2 separate regions of the Mus musculus genome follow, and region 1 is linked to region 2. A link is a contact called in public Hi-C data. All regions are on one chromosome and are shown on one strand. The core of a region is the stretch at or near the end of the contact, and the rest is flanking DNA. Distances in the headings are between cores, read along the strand shown.

Evidence for each region. A called contact is a pair of places that touch in the nucleus more often than the background predicts.
Region 1: a Hi-C map of bone marrow-derived macrophages shows a contact between it and region 2, with 4 times the contacts expected there. The contact joins two enhancer-like sites. A contact is called at or near these places in 3 of 15 datasets of contacts at CTCF or cohesin (CD8 T cells, large pre-B cells and pro-B cells), 16 of 484 Hi-C or Micro-C datasets (CD4 T cells, ECoMG-derived neutrophils, the G1E-ER4 cell line and 10 more) and 2 of 115 datasets of contacts at active chromatin or transcription factors (bone marrow-derived macrophages and microglia).

The regions. Positions count from the first base shown.
Region 1 is chr15:63,590,300-63,596,944 of GRCm38.p6, forward strand. No RefSeq gene overlaps it. Among named protein-coding and RNA genes, the nearest start is that of Gm25702, 110 kb to the left of the region's middle. Within about 2 kb of position 5,167, at least 10 of the 459 cell types and tissues checked have an H3K27ac peak or open chromatin away from gene starts, as enhancers often do. A contact at or near this core is called in bone marrow-derived macrophages and microglia, where this site is marked.
Region 2 is chr15:63,498,959-63,505,145 of GRCm38.p6, forward strand. No RefSeq gene overlaps it. Among named protein-coding and RNA genes, the nearest start is that of Gm25702, 21 kb to the left of the region's middle. Within about 2 kb of position 1,688, at least 12 of the 459 cell types and tissues checked have an H3K27ac peak or open chromatin away from gene starts, as enhancers often do. A contact at or near this core is called in bone marrow-derived macrophages and microglia, where this site is marked.

The DNA.
Region 1 (6,645 bases), core at 3,917-6,416, 95 kb after region 2:
CAGTTTGGGGCACCAGACATCCAGGCACCTTTCCCCGCCAGAGGAGAGGTGGTCGCCTGGGGAAAAGCCTCAAAGATATGGGCACAGGGGAAAAATTCCTAAACAGAACAGCAATGGCTTGTGCTGCAAGATCAAGAATTAACAAATGAGACCTCATGAAATTGCAAAGCTTCTGTAAGGCAGAAGACACTGTCAATAAGACAAAAAGGCCACCAACAGATTGGGAAAGGATTTTTACCAATCCTAAATCTGATAGGGAACTAATATCCAATATATACAAAGAGCTCAAGAAGCTGGACTCCAGATATTCAAATAACCCCATTAAAAATGGGTTACAGAGCTAAACAAAGAATTCTCAACTGAGGAATATCGAATGGCTGAGAAGCACCTGAAAAAATGTTCATCATCCTTAATCATCAGGGAAATGCAAATCAAAACAACCCTGAGATTCCACCTCACACCAGTCAGAATGGCTAAGATCAAAAATTCAGGTGACAGCAGATGCTGGCAAGGATGTAGAGAAAGAGGAACACTCCTCCATTGCCGGTAGGATTGCAAGCTTGTACAACCACTCTGGAAGTCAGTCTGGCAGTTCCTCAGAAAATTGGACATAATACTACCAGAAGATCCAGCAATACCTCTCCTGGGCATATACCCAGAAGATGTCCCAACTGTTAATAAGGACACATGCTCCACTATGTTCATAGCAGCCTTATTTGTAATAGCCAGAAGCTGGAAAGAACCCAGATGTCCCTCAACAGAGGAATGGATACAGAAAATGTGGTACATTTACACAATGGAGTACTACTCAGCTATTAAAAAAAATGAATTTATGAAATTCTTGGGCAAATGGACATATCTGGAGGAAATCATCCTTAGTGAGGTAACCCAATCACAAAAGAAGTCACTAGATATGCACTCACTGATAAGTGGATATTAGCCCAGAAACTTAGAAATACCCAAGATACAATTTGCAAAACACAAGAAAATCAAGACAAAGGAAGTCCAATTTGTGGATACTTCATTCCTCCTTAGAATAGGGAACAAAATACCCATGAAAGGAGTTACAGAGACAAAGTTTGGAGCTGAGACGAAAGGATGGACTATTCAGAGACTACCCCATCTGGGCAGCCATCCCATAATCAGCCAGCAAACCCAGACACTAGTCATATGCCAGCAAGATTTTGCTGAAGGGACCCTGATATAGCTGTCTCATATGAGGCTATGCCAGTGCCTGGCAAATACAGAAGTGGATGTTCACAGTCATCTATAGGATGGAACACAGAGCCCCCAATGTAGGAGCTAGAGAAAGTACCCAAGGAGCTGAAGGGATCTGCAACCCTATAGATGGAAAAACAATATGAACTAACCAGTACCCCCGGAGCTTGTGTCTCTAGCTGCATATGTAGCAGAAGATGGCCTAGTCGGTCATCAGTGGAAAGAGAGGCCCATTGGTCGTGCAAACTTTATATGCCCCAGTACAAGGGAATGCCAGGGCGAAGAAGTGAGAGTGAGTGGGTAGGGGAGCAGGGTGTGGGGAGGGTATAGGGAACTTTCCGGGATAGCATTTGAAATGTATATAAAGAAAATATCTACTACTAATAATAAAAAAGAATGGAACAGAATAAGAATAGAAAACAGAATATAAAAAATGCAAGTAAAAAAATATTCAACATCACCATCATTATGGAAATTGAAGCTGAAAGATGCCACCTCATGTCTGAAAGATTGGTTTTTACTAAACAGGTAAGAGATAAGCAATTAAGAGGATACAGAGAAAATCAAACTAGTATATACTGTTGATAAGAAGGTGATCCCGAATATTATGGAGAACAGCATAGAGTTGTTTTAATTTTTAACTAAAACTGCAACTACTGATGGAACTAAAATCAGTATTTTCAAAGGATCTTTCCACTCCTGTGGTTATTACAGCATCATTTGAATTAACCAAGATATGGAATTGGCATAAGTATCCATTATGTTCATTGATGGAAAAACAGATATGCTAACTGCAGTAAACCAGGCATAGACAAATACCACATGATGCTATTTAGATTGGAATCGAAATGTTGAACTCTTATAAATAAGGAGTGAAACTGTACTGGATGCTGTGGGGAAAGGGGACAAAGAGAATGTGAATTTTTTATCGAAGGGCACACTTCTAGCTAGACAGGAAGAATAGGTTTGACAATTTTTCATACAGCAGGGTACTCTATTTAGTAATACTTTACTGCATAGCTCAAACTAACTAAGAGTAGATTACAGATGTTTTACCATTAAAATGTGATGAGGCAAATTCATCAAGCTGGTTTTCAACTTGAAACTTCACCCCAGTGACTAGGTTTCATGATACCAGGAGATACTCAATATACTGCCAGACAAGAACAGTAGTCATTGGCGTCCCCCAGATACAAACCCTGTGACCTACAACATTGATCGACCTGCAAGATATTGGTTTAATTGGGGCACAGATTATGGGAGTAACCAATCACTTTTTGATTGGATTTAAGGCCCATTTCATGAGACTCCTGACACTGATAAAGTGACCAAGAATTTAAGACTAGATATGTCATGGGCCTAGGGGAAAATATAATACTACTATTCTGCTAAAGGAATATAGCAATAAAATGACACACTATTATCTTCATAGATAAGTGCCTAGCTCAGCCCTTATCAGAGAAGCTTCTGCTTACAGCAGATAAGAATTAACCAAGAGATCTACAGCTAGAGAGTGTGTAGAAAGTGAGAGAGTTGGGAGCGCTCAGTCTTAAAGAAGATGTCTTCATTAAACCCTTACCCTTCAAGGCCCAAGAGGCAAAAATATTGTAAGATCCAGAGGTGGTAGATGACTCCAATGAAACAATGTCTTCCAGACACAACATAATTAATGTACATATGAACACACAGAGACTGTGAAAGCGTACACACGACTTGCATGGGTTCATGCCGGATGTGGTTTGAACACTGAGAGAGAGAAGATAAGGAGTCCCACCTTAACAGGAAGCTCCATATACTCTGACATACCTGTGTGGTATCTTTATCAATAGGGTCTCATCGTCAGATTGTAGAAGGCCACCAATATAGCATTGGCAATTGATATTCACTGTAAAGAAAATAAGTTTTCTCAAATAGAGTGTCACTGGGTATAGCAATCACACTACAAGGCAAGCTCTAGACCTGGGAGGAGATAGCCAACACAAAATAAACTCATTTGTTTGTTTCTTTGTTTGTTGTTTGTCGGCTTTCTATTTAATTCTGTTTTGTTTTCATCTTTGTCTTATTTGTTTCTGGATGTATTGATTACAGTTTTGTTTTTGTTTTGTTTTGAAATTTTTCTGAAAAGAGAGAGGACAGAGAATGAGAGAGAGAGAATGAGAGAGATAATGAGAGAAAGAATGAGAGAGAATGAGTGGGAATGAGAGAGAGAAAATGAGAGAGAAAATGAGAGAGAGAGAGAGAGAGAGAGAGAGAGAGAGAGAGAGAGAGAGAGAGAGAGAGAATGAGAGAGAGAAAACATGAAGTTGAGTTAGTAAGAACTTGAAAAGAGTTGGGGGAGAGGAAGAAACATGGTAAAAATTAAAACTATTTTCAAAGTGATAATGATGTAAGAAGCATGTGAAGTCAAGCTGTATTGGACTGCAGAAGCCTGTCTCAGGCCAGCCAGCATCTCCCTGCTGCCCCCACCCTCAACAAAGATAAGAACTGAAAGAGTACATGTTAACTTAGCAATCTTGCCTTAATGAAAGGAATTCTTTTACCAAAGCGAGGAAATTATGAACTCAGACCCCAAATACTAAAAGTAGAAAAATAAAATTATATGAGAGGCCAAGCACAGAGGCATAAGCTGCAATCACATCCCGAGGAGGCAGAGGCAGGAGGATTCCTGGAGCTCACTGGCCAAATGAGTGAGGTCCAGGTCAGTGAAAGATCCTTCTCAAAATACAAGGTAGAGTGTGACAGAAGACTCACATGTCAACATGTGGCACCCACAGTCATGGGCTCTGCATGTACATATGTGCATAAATGCACACATGCACATAAGCCATGCAAAAATAAAATAATTTAAAACAATGTATTTGTACACCATGAACAGAATACCATATTTGTTCTGTTAATTGCCAGATGCTGGACCATCATTTCCTGCTTTCTGCTACAAGGGATTCTACATATTACCAAAATTGTATAGGCCCTTTCAAGGTTGTGTGTCCTTTGTCCCCTGTGCCTTGAACATTTTTCCATAATTATTTGGACTGTAGATTCTTTTTCCCATATACTTTACAGTGAATAGCAATTACCAATGCTATTGGTGACCTTATACAACCTTTCCATTAATCTAAAAGTATAGCATTCCCAAGACATCTGTAACGTTCCATGCTTACACCGAATTACATTCTAAATATTAGATAATATTTAGATACTACCCACAGATAAGTATAATCCTCTTCCCTCATCAAGGAAAACATACATATAAATAAAGAGACTGGAGACCCCAAGAAGTGGGGGTGGGGTGAGTGGGAACATCCTTGTGGCAATGAGGGAGGGATGGGGGAGGAGATATGGGATGTGGAACAGCCAGAGGATGGACCAGGATGGAGATAAAATCTGAACTGTAAAAAAAATGGTTAAATAAAATTTTTAAAAAATGACATTATGCATGCTGAGGTTATATTTTTTATATTTAGAAATAAATTTGTATATATAAAACATACATATGTATATATTATGTAATAACAACTAATGAAAATGAGATCATGAATTTGAAAGAGAGCTAGGAGGGGTATATGGGAGAGAAAAGGGAAGAGAGAAATGATGTAATCATATTCTAATCTCAAAAAAACTTTTAAAGTATTTAAAAATTTTTTAAAAAAACCAGATTTACCGAAATATGTAAGATATCCTTGGGGCCTCCAGTCTCTTTATTTATATGTATGTTTTCCTTGATAAGGGATGAGGAATATATATATATATATATATATATATAACAGTAGAAGGCGGGCCCAGAGAACAAGCAAAATATATATATATATGTAATCTACTGCCCATATTTAGACAAACATTGTGTAAAAGCCCAGTAATTTTTGTCTCTTTCACTGTGTGTAAGACAGTGCTGCCAAAGAATGGAAACAAATGTGTTTTCAAATGAGCAAATGAGTCAATTAACTGACTGAGACATAACAGTCAACAAGATGAGCTGCTGTCCCTGCTCTGGAACTTTAAATCCTATGAGGAGTGAAATGGACCCCATGGGCCATAGGGCATGTGCTGAAGAACTGTTTATACATTAAGTTCAATTTCACTAAATTAAATTAATTAGTTAATTAATTGCATTTTGTGAATTCCCACAAACCTTTCTTATGCTAAATAACTAAAAACTTAAAGCATATGAATGAAGTAGCTAAAGCCATGGTGCTGAGCAATCTAGACGGATCTTCCCGTATTTCCACTTCCTTCTGAGAATGCTTTCTCTTCAACTTCTGCATGGTTTCCTTTTGAATGTTGGTCCTATTTTAATCCCTACTTCTGTCCCTATTTGACCATAAAGGACAGTTTCTGCGGAAGAGAGGAAATGGTACAGCATAGAAGCCCTGTGACTGACAATGTTCTCATGCCCAGTTCTGAATGGAGACTAGATGGCTGCATATGCTGACTGCAAATAGCCGTCTATTATCCTTACTGCTCAGTTGCAATCTAGAGCAAGATTTGAAAAACTGGCATGGTCTAAGTGACTTCCAGTACCCAAGGAGATAGAGTTAACAGTAGAAGACGGACCCAGAGAACAAGCAAAATAGTTAGATTAACACACACTCATGCACATACACACACACACACACACACACACACACACACACACACACACTGTCCTCTTAACCCACACTCATGTACATACACATGCACACACACTGTCCTCTGGAAAAGGCATAAGCAATTGCATGTGGCAAAAATAGGAAAAATTTCTGACCGCTTAACCATCACCCCTGTTTCAATGTTGGGGGTCACATCTAAAGCTATTCATTCTGACTACAAAGTCTATGTTCTCCTTGAGAGGTGGAATAATATATATAGTTAACAATTCTATTTGTTTCTTCCATCTGAAGCTGACACAAAAAGTCCTTCCAGAGCAGGGAAGATGGTTTACTAGGTAAGAAGTAGATAAAAGCATATGTTATGGAAGCATGCGTACCTGAATTCAAATCCACAAACCTAGATAAAAAGCTATTATACGTGGCCACATCTGCCTGCAATCTCAGTGTGTGGAGGAGCAGAGATAGTTAAGTCCCAGAAGCTCAGAGGCCAGTCAGCCCAGGCAGACTAGCAAGCTTCATGGTCTTCTGTAAAAAAACCTGTCTCACAAAATACAGTGAGAACTATAGATAAGAGTCTCTATGTCGTCCTCCGGCCTCTACATGCACATTCACACATACACACACAGATACACATAACATTCAACATAAACACACACACATTCACAGAGTTCTGCCAACTTCAGGCACAATTATGGATTGTGACCTCTACATATCAAATTAGAATCAAGTTGTCCTGACAGTTTGTCTTCCACTAAATTACAGTAAAATATCCATTGTCCAAAAGATTCACTTTTTTTTTCCAAACTTACATGAAAGCCATCAGAGGAGCAAATTATGGACA
Region 2 (6,187 bases), core at 438-2,937:
CAGTTCCTACCCTCAGGGAGGTCAGTGGCCAGTTGAGCAGATGATGGTTAAAACACTGATGGATGGGGAAAAAAATGGCTGCAGGACCATGTGGAAGCCTAATGACAAAATTATACAAAGCCATAACAGAGAGGGGAACACCAAGTAAAGGTGTCTCATCTCTTGCCAAAGTTGTTTTGCATGTGGAACACTTTTTTAGACATGCAGACTTTCCAAATTGTTGGACTATTTATCTCCAAATTCTTAAAGCCTTAGGAGAAATGCTATCTCCCCCCACCCCATTCCAAGTTCCAAATGGACTCAAGCTGGACTTCACAACCTTCCCACAGTTACACTAATTCGGTGCTACTCTGCCCAACTGCTTATCTCTGATAAGGACATCATTGGCAGAAGAACAAAATGCAAAGCTCAAAGGAAAAGGGGCAAGATTAGCACTATTGGCCTAGATCACAACTATGTTCGTATAACCAGAAACCTTCAAAATATCCACTAAAGTGTTCTACTGTCAAAATAAGAGGCTCCAGTGAGATTGAAGATTTTCCTACATCCCAAGAGCAACCAGACATAGTATAAGATGCAGTTATCTACAATATAGTAGCAAAAACTCCACAAGAATTGTCAGATAGATTTACATTCTGATACTGCTGATGGTAGCAATGAAGTCAGTGATATTGAATAAACAGGCTCTAGGGCAGGGGAAAGCACTTTGCCCCTTAGAACTCTAAGCATGTCAAACAGATATGTAAATGAAGTGTTGTCTTAAATAAATTACGTTTTTTAAAAGTAGTTGTTACATCTGGGAGTATACAGAGATAGTTCAAAATGCAAAGAAGCCATTTAAGCCTTCAATGGGAAATAAATATAACTCCTTTTCAGGGCCAGGACTTGTGGAATACAAATGATGGCATGTCATGTGACAATAAAGACCCCAGTGTGTGCAAAGAAATATAGGCATATTGAATACAGCATGGTCTATGGTGACAAGAAACAAACAAAAGAAAATTTTCTTTTCCCTCTCCAACAGTAAGGCAGTGGTTAAATGAATTGTAATGCATAAATGCAATGGTGTCCTCTGTGATCATGTAACACATCGTTGATCTTTGTCTTAATATAAAAGAAAGCATTAATAAGTGTAATGTTTTATCTTATTTACTTATTTATACATGTGACAGTTTGAGTTTCTGAGCAATACACACAACGATAATAGAAATACTCATCAATCATCCACATATCTATCTATCATCTCTCTCCCTTCTATTTCTCTCTTTGTTCTCTCTGCTGCATCCTCAACTGAACAATGCCTGGGATGCAGTCAGTACAGAGTAAGTGTATCTTCAGTGAATGAATCAATTTAGAGTGCTACCTTCCTGTGTCCAGTGTGTAGTAAATTCTTAATGTTACACGTGACTATATGGCGATGGCAAGAGAAAGAGGAAAAGCCTTCCAAGGAGAAGAGATAGATCGTGCAGCCTGTGCTGTCACAATCTGCCACAAAAGCAAAGAATCACTGCTTTCCAAACCTACTGCTGAAATGCTTCAGGGTCCCAGTTGAACTTCCCCACTCTAATGCTCTTTCCTAGAATATGGCTCTATTAAAAGATTTAGCGACTCAGCAGCACAGAGGATACTCAATTTCCTCCCTGGGTCCTATTCTTGAAAGGTCAGGCCCCACTGACTTCCCATTTCCCATCCATTGTCACAGTTCATTGTTCTTCCCCCATCACAAGGAGTAAGCAGCACAATTACATCACTGGTCTCCTACCCCTTCAACCAGCTTTTCAACAGAGAAAGATCAGCCTCTCTTCTCATGTGTGACTCTGTGCCTGGTGCACAGAAATTGCTCTGGATTTTCTGTAGAATGTCTGTTTCTTTGTTTATAGATAAATGGTAGGTTTATCTAAAGCTACAGATTCCTCACAACATCCTTGTAAAATGGAAAGTAAAGATAGTGAGCCGGACTTGTGCCTGCCTGCAGCCCTGGAGGACAAAGAGCTTAGAGCAAGACAGACCAGGACTTGAATCCCAGCCATTCTAACTCCAAAGTACAGTCTTTAAACTTGAGCCCGACTTTATTCTAGGCTTTCAGTCTCAGCGCCGTTCTTCTCCTATCATTGATGGTAGCATTGCAGATCTCTGTCCTGGAGACAGCAGGGAGGGAATGTAAGACTTGGTGGACATGAGTTTTCACATGTGACAAGGGACCATCTCAACTGCCTTATTAGAATAGACTTCCGCAGACTTATCCCTGGGAACCTATGTAAAAGAGAAACATCTAGGTAAACCTTGTGTGTTCAAACCACAATGTGATAAGAAAAGTCCCTTTATTCCCCTTCTGAGGTAGAATAGCAAGGCTGATTAATGAAGTAGCAGAAGCAAGAGTGAAACATGACCCAGGGAAGAAACTGACTGACCACAGTGAGGTCCTCAGTGCTTTGAAACTTCAGCTAGCCTCTGGAAATCAAAACTTAGTGCATTAATGTTGTTTCCTTCTAGTTGTGATCTCCTGTAAGTTTTAAATTATCTTAGACTTTCTAAGTCTAAACTATATTCTGTGTGTGGGTGGGGGGGGGGTTAAGTTATCACAACTAACAACATCTCCATGGGTTCATATATTAAAAAGCAGCTTAGAGTCAATCAAGTAAACCCATAAAGCCTTGGTAGCTAAATAAATATAAATTTCAAATCCATGAAATGTTTGTATAAGTTCTCACCCAAACATCCAGAGACTAAGCCACCAATCAAAGAGCGTACATAGGCTGGTCTACGATCCATAGTACATATATAGCAGAGGACTGCCTTGTCTGGCCTCAGTGGGAGAGGATGTAACTAACCATGTAGAGAATTGATGTTCCAAGGAAAGGGGATGAGGGAAGCCAGGTGAGGGGTGAAGTAGGCAACACCCTCTCAGAGGCAAAGGGGAGGGGTGCTGGGGTGAAGAACTCTTGGAGGGGGATGTGGGAAGGGGGGCAACATTTGGTATGTAAATAAAACAATGAAAATAAAAAATAAAAGACAATGAAAAGTACACTCTCCCTTTTGTCAGAGGGATACAAGTTAAAATTAAAGTAACATTGCTTTGTCCAGTTAGATTAGTTTAAAAGCAGTGTAAAAGCCACACTACTTTTCAGAGCATAGAATTCATAAAATGGCATTTCCTGGGCGCTATGTCTTAAGAGCTACCATAAATGCTCTGCATATGTTTTCATAGTGTAATAGTCTCACAGCCTGTGATATTGTTGGTATCAGGATCTCAGAAACCCGAGATATCACGTAGGTGGGACCAGTACACCTGTTGCCAAGGCAACAGCCATCCTATTCCCAGAATCCATTTGGCTCACCTCCCAGATTTACCTGTGATTATGTCATCATCCACATATAAAGAAAGGCCCCCTGATCTCTATCTCTATCCCTCTCCCTCTCCTTCTCTCCCTCTCCTTCCCCCTCCCCCTCTCCCTCTCTCCCTCTCCCTCCCCTTCCCCTTCCCCTTCTCCCTCCCTTCCTCCATCCCTCTTTCCCCCTTCTCTTTACACTGTCATCTTGACAATAAATCTCATGTGGAACTGTGTGGCCTTATGTGGTCCCTCTGAAGCTGTGCAATGGTCAAGATCATAAAAGATATAGCTATGGTTTTCAAGGCTGGCTATAAGATGAAAAAAAAATTACCTAAGGGTTGAGGGCTGAGTTTTAAAATACAAGTGACCTTTGGCCCAAATTTAATGTTTATATAGCTCATACATAAGCTATAGAAAAAACTATTTACATCAAAATGCCCTCTAGTTAGCAGTTTATAATACTAAATGTTGTAAATAAAGTATTCCAAACAATTTTTAAATGGCTAATATTTATTCAACAAATTTTTATGAAAATTTTAAAACAGTTAAGAAACAATTTTAATAACACAACAAAATACTCCTATTATAAATTTAGGAGAACAAAAGAAATACCCATCTTTCATCTACCATATATTATTTCACTAAATGTGCCACACTGTATGCAATACGTAGGTTTTTTTTTTAAAGATTTATTTATTTATTTATTTATTTATTTATTTATTTAATGAAAGTACACTGTAGCTGTCTTCAGACACTCCAGAAGAGGGCACCAGATCTTGTTACAGATGGTTGTGAGCCACCATGTGGTTGCTGGGATTTGAACTCAGGACCTTCGGAAGAGCAGTCAGTGCTCTTAACCGCTGAGCCATCTCTCCAGCCCCAATGTGTAGTTTTTATATATTTCTGTTTATTCATCAACATTTGGTTTTCAGTTTATTCTATGAGATGGTGATATAATTGAAACTATGAGGTGGTAAGAAAGTTGATAAATACTTGTTAAACTATGTGAGCCTCTACCAAGATCTGTGTGGTTCCAGGAATAAACCTAAATACCGAAAATCATTAGAAAATATAACTATAAATGTCAAAATTATTGATCCAGATGTAAGTAGAGTTGCCTTCAAGTAATAGTGTAAAAGAGGATGAGTATGTTGAAGTATTAAGAATAATTTTATTTTGTCAGTGTGTGTGCATGTATTTGTGAAAGAGAGGGGGCAGGGAGAAAGAGATACACATGTGCACACACGTGTGCACCTATGTGTGTGGACATCAGAGATCAACATCAGGTACCTTGCACAGTCACTATCCGCTTTGTTTCTTGTGGCACTCAAATAACTTGGAGCACCAGTGCTCTATGTTGGCTGACCTGCAAGTTCCAAAAATGCACCATTCTTTACCACTACCACATCCCCACCCCATACCTATTGTTGGGGTTACAGAGGTGCAATTCCCGCCCCCCCCCAGGCCCTCATTCTTAGACTGCAAACACTTAAGCAACTGAGCTGTCTCCCCAGCCCTACAGGATCCCTTTTTAAAGTGAAAAATGTTTGAAGTGGTGCCATGTCGATATCACTCATTTTATCAGTGTAACACTGTGGGATATTTGTTCCTCATATTTCCAAAATGAGGTATAATTAGCATATTAATGCGTCTTCCTGTTGTAGAGGGCAGGAGGTCCTTGTGCTCACAGAGAGCTCTAGGGAAATCAGGAACATTAAATTAGAAGGCTTTTCTCATTGGAAGGGATTTACACCTGTTTCTGCCTGGAAAGCTGCAATTGGATGCAGTTGATAACCTGGTGATCTTTGCTATCTGTTGGGTCAAGCTCTATCTGAATCCCCCAGACTATGTTTATCCCAGACTCCTGAGCACTGTATCTCAGCCAATAGAAATCATTCTTAGGAAAGAGGTGCCATGTGCCTTACAAAAGAGTCTACTATTGTGCTTATTCCAGACCCTCCTCCCTAGAACTTTATACTGAGCATCATTGCTCAGCCAATAAAACTGGTTCTTATGGAAGAGGTCACAGGTAATCTGCAAAAGACACATACTTTGCACAGGAGTTTCTATGTAGTGGTACCTTAAGTTTTGCTGTGACTATTTTCTGGCAAGGTAGAGTCTTTCAGAACATATTGTTTCCTTTTTGCCTGTGCTTAAGCATGTCAAAAATTAAGTGCTTGGGGTCAGACTCTAGAAGTTTGAGTCAACACCGACTATTTGTGTTGTGTTTCCTTCTTGCTTCGTGCAGAGCATTCCTCCACAGGCCATAGGATTATCAAAGACTCCCACATCCTATATTGATTTCCAAAATGATACTTGTCATATGAATGTATGTTAATAGTGTTACTTTTGGATAACCTTACTGCTTCATGGTAATCCAACAACATGACAATTTATGTATTCATTTATTTTTATTTCATTCACTTTCCAATTTTTATACACATAATTTTACATTGAATACATAGCTAGATTTGGAGTTATTGGGTTATAAATAAAAGTATGCTAACCAGATGGTGGCATAAGCCTGTAATCCTAGCAGTAACTGGTAGAGGCAGGAGAATCAGAGTTCAACCACATTCTTGTATATACAGATAGTTCAAGTCTACCCTTAGATACATGAGAAGATTTCCTTAAAATAGAATAGAGATATGCTTATTTGAAAACACAGTTTCCTCTATCTGCATTACAGAATGCACTAACTGTATCCTACCTAAGAAGTACATTGACTGTTCCCTATGCTAATCAGCTTTTTCTGCTTCTTCACTCTATAAGAAGGCAGGTGGCTCACAGCTTCTCCTCTCAAGCAATCAGTAAAAACTAGCTAGCATTTTGACTCCCAAGGAATCTCAACTTCC